Linked DNA regions of Mus musculus: region 1 is linked to region 2. The links are chromatin contacts, called in public promoter capture Hi-C maps. All regions are on one chromosome and are shown on one strand. Each heading gives the region's core, a stretch centred on a gene start, on an enhancer-like site or on the middle of the called end of the contact. The rest is flanking DNA. Distances are from core to core; before and after follow the strand shown.

What was found. Promoter capture Hi-C pulls out the DNA fragments that hold promoters and counts their contacts.
Region 1: a contact with region 2 is called in a promoter capture Hi-C map of the C10 cell line, with 4 times the contacts expected there. The contact joins the enhancer-like site here to the promoter of Tanc1 in region 2. A contact is called at or near these places in 5 of 39 promoter capture datasets (the C10 cell line, cranial neural crest, embryonic stem cells and 2 more), 2 of 484 Hi-C or Micro-C datasets (the C2C12 cell line and olfactory sensory neurons), 13 of 115 datasets of contacts at active chromatin or transcription factors (the 230-238 cell line, the NIH/3T3 cell line, embryonic basal ganglia and 7 more) and 3 of 9 other capture datasets (embryonic stem cells, embryonic tail and embryonic trunk).

What each region holds. Positions count from the first base shown.
Region 1 is chr2:60,219,725-60,223,380 of GRCm38.p6, forward strand. All of the region lies in intron 1 of Marchf7 (membrane associated ring-CH-type finger 7), which reads left to right. Among named protein-coding and RNA genes, the nearest start is that of Marchf7, 12 kb to the left of the region's middle. Within about 2 kb of position 1,682, at least 19 of the 459 cell types and tissues checked have an H3K27ac peak or open chromatin away from gene starts, as enhancers often do. A contact at or near this core is called in olfactory sensory neurons, where this site is marked.
Region 2 is chr2:59,610,394-59,614,253 of GRCm38.p6, forward strand. Tanc1 (tetratricopeptide repeat, ankyrin repeat and coiled-coil containing 1) reads left to right here and starts at 1,649. Exons shown (of 27, transcript NM_198294.3): 1 at 1,649-1,803.

The DNA.
Region 1 (3,656 bases), core at 432-2,931, 610 kb after region 2:
TACAAGAACTAGGTATGAATACAGTCACATTAGGTGACTCTTCACATTATGATTAACTATGGAAGGCAGAATTAAGCATTGTGCTTTTAAAAAACGAGTTGTAGACTTGTATCTTCTTTTTTTGTTTGTTTTTTTGTTTTTTGGGTTTTTTTTTTTTTTCCAAGACAGGGTCTCTCTGTTTAGCCCTGGCTGTCCTGGAACTCACTTTGTAGACCAGGCTGCCCTTGAACTCAGAAATCCTCCTGCCTCTGCCTCCCGAGCGCTGGGATTAAAGGCGTGCACCACCACCACCACCCGGCAGACTTGTATCTTTTAATGAATGTTGTCTTCCAGTTCAAAATCCTTATCCCAGATAACAGTCCTCCATTTCATATTTTTGTAGCTACCTTGAAAAAGTAACACATCTGCTTGTTAAAAGCTTTTGCTTCTTAGTGCTGAAGACTCGTTGATAAACTTACAAATATCAGTGATCATGAATGTCTTTAAATTTACAATGCAAAATTTTACTTTGTAATGAACAGTTTTGTATGGACTTAGCAAATAAGCATGTAAATGACAAAAAACAGGTGGTGGGAAGGTTTCTGAGTTAGATGACTATAGCCTTTACTATCCAACAGCTGCAGTTTAAAAAGTGTGCGTACTTAAGTATCCCGGGGGTGGGGGTGGGCATTAGTACTTCATCCCAGCACTCTCGCAGTCTCTTGAGTTTGAGGCCAGGCTAGTCTACAGAATGAGTTTTAGGACAGCCAGAGTTATAAGGTGTGTTGCTTGTCTTCAGACAAACTTATCTTGGCGTGATAATCCTAAGTTAGGAGTTTGCAGATCATAAACTTAGACTTTTCTAGGTAAATGAAGTATGTGCGTCTATCTTACTTAGAAGGAAATCAGTCATTTCAATATTGTTCCCCCACCCACTCAGGATTTGTTTACCTTCATACTCTATAAGATTTGTTTACAGAACTAATTCAGGATGTTTTTCATGCAATTTTTTTTTTTATCATTGTCCTTTTTCCTTAAATTCTCCCATCTCATAGTAAAATTCAGTATGGTCTTAATACTATCATGACTAAATATTAGCCACTCAAGTAGAAGCATACCTCCATTCCCAGATAATCACAGTGGCCTTTGTAAAAAATATTTTACATTAATCTATTTTTTTATACATGTGTGAGTGCATGCATGTATGGAGGTCAGGGCAACTTGAGAGAGACCGGTCTCTCTACCATATGAATCTGAGAGACCAGACCCAGGCTGTCAGGTTAGGCATCTTTACTCACTAAGCCATCTGATTGGCCCACAAAAATAACCCTTAAAATGTATGTTAGAGGCGGGAACGGAGGATCAGGTAAGTGAACTTGGGAATGGTCATCATCGTGAGAGCCTTTCCCTCCCTGACAGTGAAGAGTACATACTCCACAGAGCTAACTTCACGTAGAACAAGCAAGCAACTTCAGCCCTGGCGTTAGAAGAGTGTAAACAAAGCAGTAAATCACTTCTGTTCTGGGTCTTTTATTTTGGGTTTAGTAACTAGGACCTGGAATTAGTGTCACGATATATGATGGTGATATATAGATATATGATGGTAGATATTTGTTGTATTAGAACAGTTAGTTCCCACCTGGAGTTGTGTTGAAAGGTGGGTCCTCTGGGAACTGGGGCCTTGCTGGAGGCAATGAGTCACTTGGCTGGCTTTGCAAGGTGACCGTCACTAATGTTCGTGACCAGCTGGGTTAGCTCCTGCTGCCGCTACGGTAGACTGTATCCCTTAAACTGTGAGGGAATAGTCTCCCTCCTCTCTGCAGTCGCTTCTTGTCAGTGGCTTCTGTTGCTTTGTTTTCTCACAGCAGTGAGGAGAAGAGTAATGTTTTCTTTGGTTTGGTTTCAGTTTTTATGCTTGGTCCCTTTCAGTGTTTCTCATTTTTACATATATTGCATTTAAAATCATTACAACTCTTAGAATCTTTGTTGCATATTCTTACACATCTTATTTTGAGCCCTTAGAGGATGATGATCAGACCTTTTCTCCACAATTTCCTTCTCTTATCTGTAAGTTCTTTTTATGGTCACTATTGTTTTATTTTTGTCTTTTATATAATATCAATTAATTGAGTAGTTAATGTTTGATGTCTTCCTTGTTATTAAGAAAGAGCAGGTTTGCTACTTTTGATAACTAATGGACTTGGGGGACAGATAGTTTGGGTAAGCTTGGTTGATTTTTGTCTGCCTGCCCTTCCTTCTCTCCTCATATGTGACCGGCAAAGCATTCTTACGTTAGCTACACATGGTGCCTTAGGTTTTGGGAGTGTTCCAAATGTTTTATTATTTAGAAATCTTCTGATTTTGTTTCTGTTTTAAAATGTTTAGGTCTATTTTATGTGCATGAGTATTTGCCTACATGTATATATTTGTGCCACACATGCCTGCAGGTGCTTATGAATTATGATGTGGGTGCTGGGAGTGGAACCCAGATCCTCTATAAAAACAGCAAGCCTCATAACTGCTGAGCTGTCACTTCTACCCTGACCTCTTACATTTTTTTAGTGATTTAAGAATAGGGAATTGTAAATTTCCAGACAATATTTGGAGATACAGGACCAGAAAAGAGACTTTGGGTTTCAATATCAAGTCTACAGATTGTTAAAATTTTTAAATAGATTATTAAAAATATTAACTTTAATATTTATCAAGTCTACAGATTGTTAAAATTTTTAGATTATTAAAAATATTAACTTTAATATTAAAAGTATTAAAAATCAGTTAAATGGATTAACTGATCCATTCGTGAAAATACATGAATAATTGTTATGGTGGTAGTCGAGAGTAGTACCTGTGGGTAGTCCTGAAGCCACCCCCAGTGATTAAATATTTTGTCTTTGAGGGAATGGAGCTGGGAAGATTATGAGGTTCTGTTTCTCCAAAGACACACTCGGGGGCCAACTCTGGTTATAACTCCTCAGGAGTTGTCTTTACTATTTTTCGTGTGTGTGTGTGTGTGTGTGTGTGTGTGTGTACTATTTTTCGTGTGTGTGTGTGTGTGTGTGTGTGTGTGTGAGAGAGAGAGAGAGAGAGAGACAGAGAGACAGAGAGACAGAGAGACAGAGAGACAGAGAGAGACAGACAGAGAGACAGAGACAGAGAGACAGACAGACAGACAGATAGGAACACACAGGGACTGGCATGCAAGCTGACCAGAGTTTCTGTACCTTCTCAGGGCTGGGATTAAAAGCATACATCATCAAACCAGGGTTCTGTATAGGTAATAAGGATTGAATGTCTCTCCAAATACAGGTTTTAATCAGCCTCATGCATCATCTTTTTTCTCTCTCAAGGTTTTTTTTTTTTTTTGGTAGTGAAATGACATCACATAAAACTTAGCATCCTAGTTGTGTTTAAGCATACAGTTGATTTTTATATTAAGTATTCTGGCAGTCTATAATCATTATCACTGCCTATCACCATAGTGCTTTTCATCCGAACACACTTTAAAGGAGTAAGTCTTGACCTCCACCCCCCTTGGTCACTGCCTTTCTGGGTTTTTGTTTGTTTTGTTTTGTTCTTTTAGTCTTTATGATTTTAACTGTGTTATACAACAGTTGTATTGTGTCTGACTTCTCCAAGTGTAATTTCTTCAAGGCTGCTTAATATTCCTTCACAGG
Region 2 (3,860 bases), core at 399-2,898:
GAAAGAAAGAAACCACTACAAACAAGCCAGGACCTGGACCTGCTTGAGTCTTTAGGAGTTTCTCTTACATCTTATAGTATTTCAGACTGGACGGCTGGGTTTTTGTCTTTTGTTTGGGTCATTGTCTTATCCATGTAGTCTGACTTTGTCATCCGTGGTTGAAAGACTGGTCAGTTTTACACACTGTTTTTCAAGAGAAGTTAATCAAACACCAACCTGGTTTTTAACAACCAGCATTGGAGGTGGAGGGGGTGTCTGTGACCTTCCTGGCTTACCAGGAGTCCTTACTTGCTTTGAATATTCATGTCATGATTTGCTTGAGTAAAGGCTGGGATATGTTCGCTGCATACTTATAAATATAGTGATAATCAGGTCTTTGACTATACGAGTGAAAAATACCCAACACATTCGAACCATCTTTTATTTATTATGGAGAGATAGATTGAGCAGCCTTTTGCTTCCTGTCACTTTTCACAGGAACTTTAAATGCAAACACCATTCTTGCAGCTATCTTTATATTGGGAAGCTCTATGTGAGGTTGAAGTTTTTATAGGGAAAGTTGTTTAAAACACAGTTGTCTTTAAAGGCAGGTTTGCCACAGCAAAGGTTAGGGGTTGGCAATAAACCCATTTATAGCAACTTCTGTATTCTTCACTCTCCTTACACGGATGGGCGGCCTGTGTGCAATTCCTGTTGGAATTTCTAGTTGATCCTTCTGCAAAGAAAGGGGGCCCAAAGGGCTTTTGGGAATAGAGAGGGCTGAGCCTTCTACATATAAATTGGCTGCCTGGATTCCTGGGAGGTTGTGGAGGACCCAGGTCTCCCAGTTCCCTAGGCCATTTTCAAACTTCTGTTCTATTGGGAATAACAAAACATTTTGGGAACTAGGGAGTTTAATTTACTGCCACCAGCCTACTTAATAATAGCATCTTTGTCTGTTCTTCCTCCAGGACTCCTCCTCCTGACAAGGAAGCTAGCCGCTGGCCAGTGTACTTAGCCCAGACAGTACTGCTAGCCACAGAGTTCGAGGAGGGAGGACTGCCCCTGACTCTGGGCAGTCACTGATCCCCGGAACAACCCCAACTTAACTTTCCAGAAAGAAAAAGGTGCAATGGGCGAGATGCACTTTCCATCTTTCTCAGCTCATTTTGGAACAAGAAAGTGTATTTGTTTGTGTTTAGTTAAGCGAGGGGAAGAAAAGCCAACAAAGCCACCCTAAGGCATCCGCGGAAACTTCAGCTTGGCTAATTGCTCCCATATGTCCTCCTCGGATGCTTTCAGAGAGCAGCGCAGACCGAAGGCCGAGCCACTTTACTGATTCTAAAACGGCTAAAAAAAGGAGGAGAGGGCTAATCACACTTCTGATCCTGTCCCACTGGGGTCCAGGCGAGGCCCCAGGGGAGCAACCTTCTCCCGGAAAGCTTAGCTTCCCGCAGAGGACATGCTGGGTGAGGAGGGGGCGAAGGCGCCGGGAGGAAAGTTGGCGTGCGGCGCCCCAGCGGGTCCCAGAGCCGGGGCAGCTCCGGTCGGGAGGGGCGCGGGAGGCACAGCCCCGGCGGGCGCGCACAGGGAAGGTGCCTTCCGGAACACGCGCAAGGGCGGGGACTCGCGCTGCCAATGAGGTCCCGGTGTGGGCCGAGCGAGGCGCGGGGACGGGCCGGAGCGCTGCCTCCGCGGTGGCAGCTGCGGGAGCCCGGCTCGGGAGCCGCAGGAGCCGCAGCCGCCAAGCGCCCAGCCCTCTGCGCCCTGAGGCTCGGCCCCCGGGGTGGGAACCGCGCCGAAAGCTGGAAACTTTCCTGGCAGGTAACTCTCGCTGCCGGGGCGCCGCTGCCGGCCCCCGGGAGTCCGCAGCGGGCGGGGAAGGAAGGGTCCCGGAGAGCAGCCTGGGAAACGAGAGCCAGGCTGGTGGGAAAGTTTCGGGACGCCCCCTCCTCCGCCGGGCCCAGCGGGAGCTTTCCCGGAATAGGCGCAGGCACGCCGGAGCTCCCGGCCTGGGGCTAGGCGCTGCCGGGGAGTCGGTGCAGGCCGTTTCCTGCGCTCCCGGAGGAACGGGTTGCAGCAGAGCCGGGCTAGGGGGACATTGGGATCACGCGGCGCTCAGGACTTTCCCAGCCGGCCCTTGCCCGCCTCTTCGGTCCCTTGGCTAGACAGGGCCTGGGCTGCGCCGGGCACCTGGGTGGGGGGAGTAGGGGGACGTGCAGGCGGGGCGCCTGGCACCGCGGGGTCTTGAGTGTCGCCGCGCGCGGGTCGCCAAGTTCCCGGGAGAACTTCAGCGGGGGTGGGGGTGGGGTGGGGAATCGTATCGCCCACCGTGAGCTGAAAGTGTGTGATTCGCTCCTGCAGGCTGCGGCTCGCAGATGCAAGCCAATTTCTTTCCCTGGTGGTGTTGGTGATAGGGTGATGATTTGGGATTAGACCTTGAGGATTTTTTTTTTTTCTCTTCCTTTTAGTAGTGCCAGCTAAATGAAGGGTCGTGTCAAGTTTGCGAGTCCCCTTGTCCTTGGGCGACGAGTAGTTACTTTGGAGGCATTATGGGGATTCAGGTTCTTCCTGGAGGACTTTTGGGTGTGTGTGTGTGTGTGGGGGGGGGCCCTTGGGTTCGGCGCGGCCGCTTTCCGGAACGGCTGGCGGGGAAGGAAGCCCTGGGCATTGTGTAGCGTGTTTTCAGTCAGCAAGATCTCTGGACTGGAGTTCCCAAAACTTACTTGACTTATTGTGTAAAGGCTCCCGGAGGAAATGCGGCCATGGCCAGGTAGAAGAAACGCGGTGCCGCGGCCGAGGGAGGAGGACGCCGAGCTGTGACAGTCTTCTTCAGGCTGCCTCGGCTCCGGCTTGGCAGCCCCAGATTCTTGTGCCTGGAGTAGTGGGACCGGTCTGAGTAATACAGCTTCCTGCAGAGTGAACTCAGGGTGGTGAGGAGAGCACCTTCATCTTGAACTTGACCCCCGGAGTAGCGTCCTGGCGGGTTAAAAGGTAAAGGCAGGCTGAGTCTTAACCTGTAAAGGAGTTCAGACGCCGCTAGCTCCTGGTTCAAGATCTTTCAGGAAAGGACTCAGGGTGGCTGAGGTCGCGAACTCTAGAAATGCCAGACTCATCAGACTACGAAGTTAGTGTGCCTGGGGAGAGCAGGAGAAACCTGGTTGGCTGGCACAGAGGGTTAGTTTTTCTTTGTGGTGAAAAAGAAGGGAGTCTTGCGTCTCTGCTTACACCAGATCCGCTACTCCCCTCCACCCACACCCCCTTCCTGGGTCATCCTTATCCTGCCAGGCTGGCACTCCAGGGATGGGGGAGGGAGGAAGAGAAGAAGCCGTTGTGGAGCTTCTCTGGGCAGCCCGGAGGTATTTCAGATCTGCTACTGGGAAGAGTTCTGGATTTTAACAGCTGCTTTTTGATTGCTGGGAATGAAAGAATTTATGAGCGCCTGAGAGAGGTGCTCATTATGGTACTGTTCTGCGTGCTTTGCTCATCTGGGCTACTTAAAGAGCTCACAGGGACTTCCTTACAATCTGCAAAGTCTGTGTCAGCTGGAATGCTTGTGGGTGTCAATCAAAAAGCATCATAAATAGATCTTGGTGCTTTTACAATGAAAAGCATGCCAAGCCAAGGAAGTTTGGCGTGTGACTGCGTTAGAGATTCCTTCGTAGACCTTTTTTTCTTACCATCCAACTTGATGTTTCCAGGCTTCTTGACTGCTGTGATTGGACAGTGAGGGAAATAGTGTGATTGGACAGTGAGGGAAATCATTGATTTTGGTGGGGGTGGGAAAGTCCAGAAATAAATTTAAGGTCACTTCCATGTTTCTGTCTTGCAATTCTCATGCCACGAACTTAACTTTTGCTGGAACGCCAAAGTATTGATTT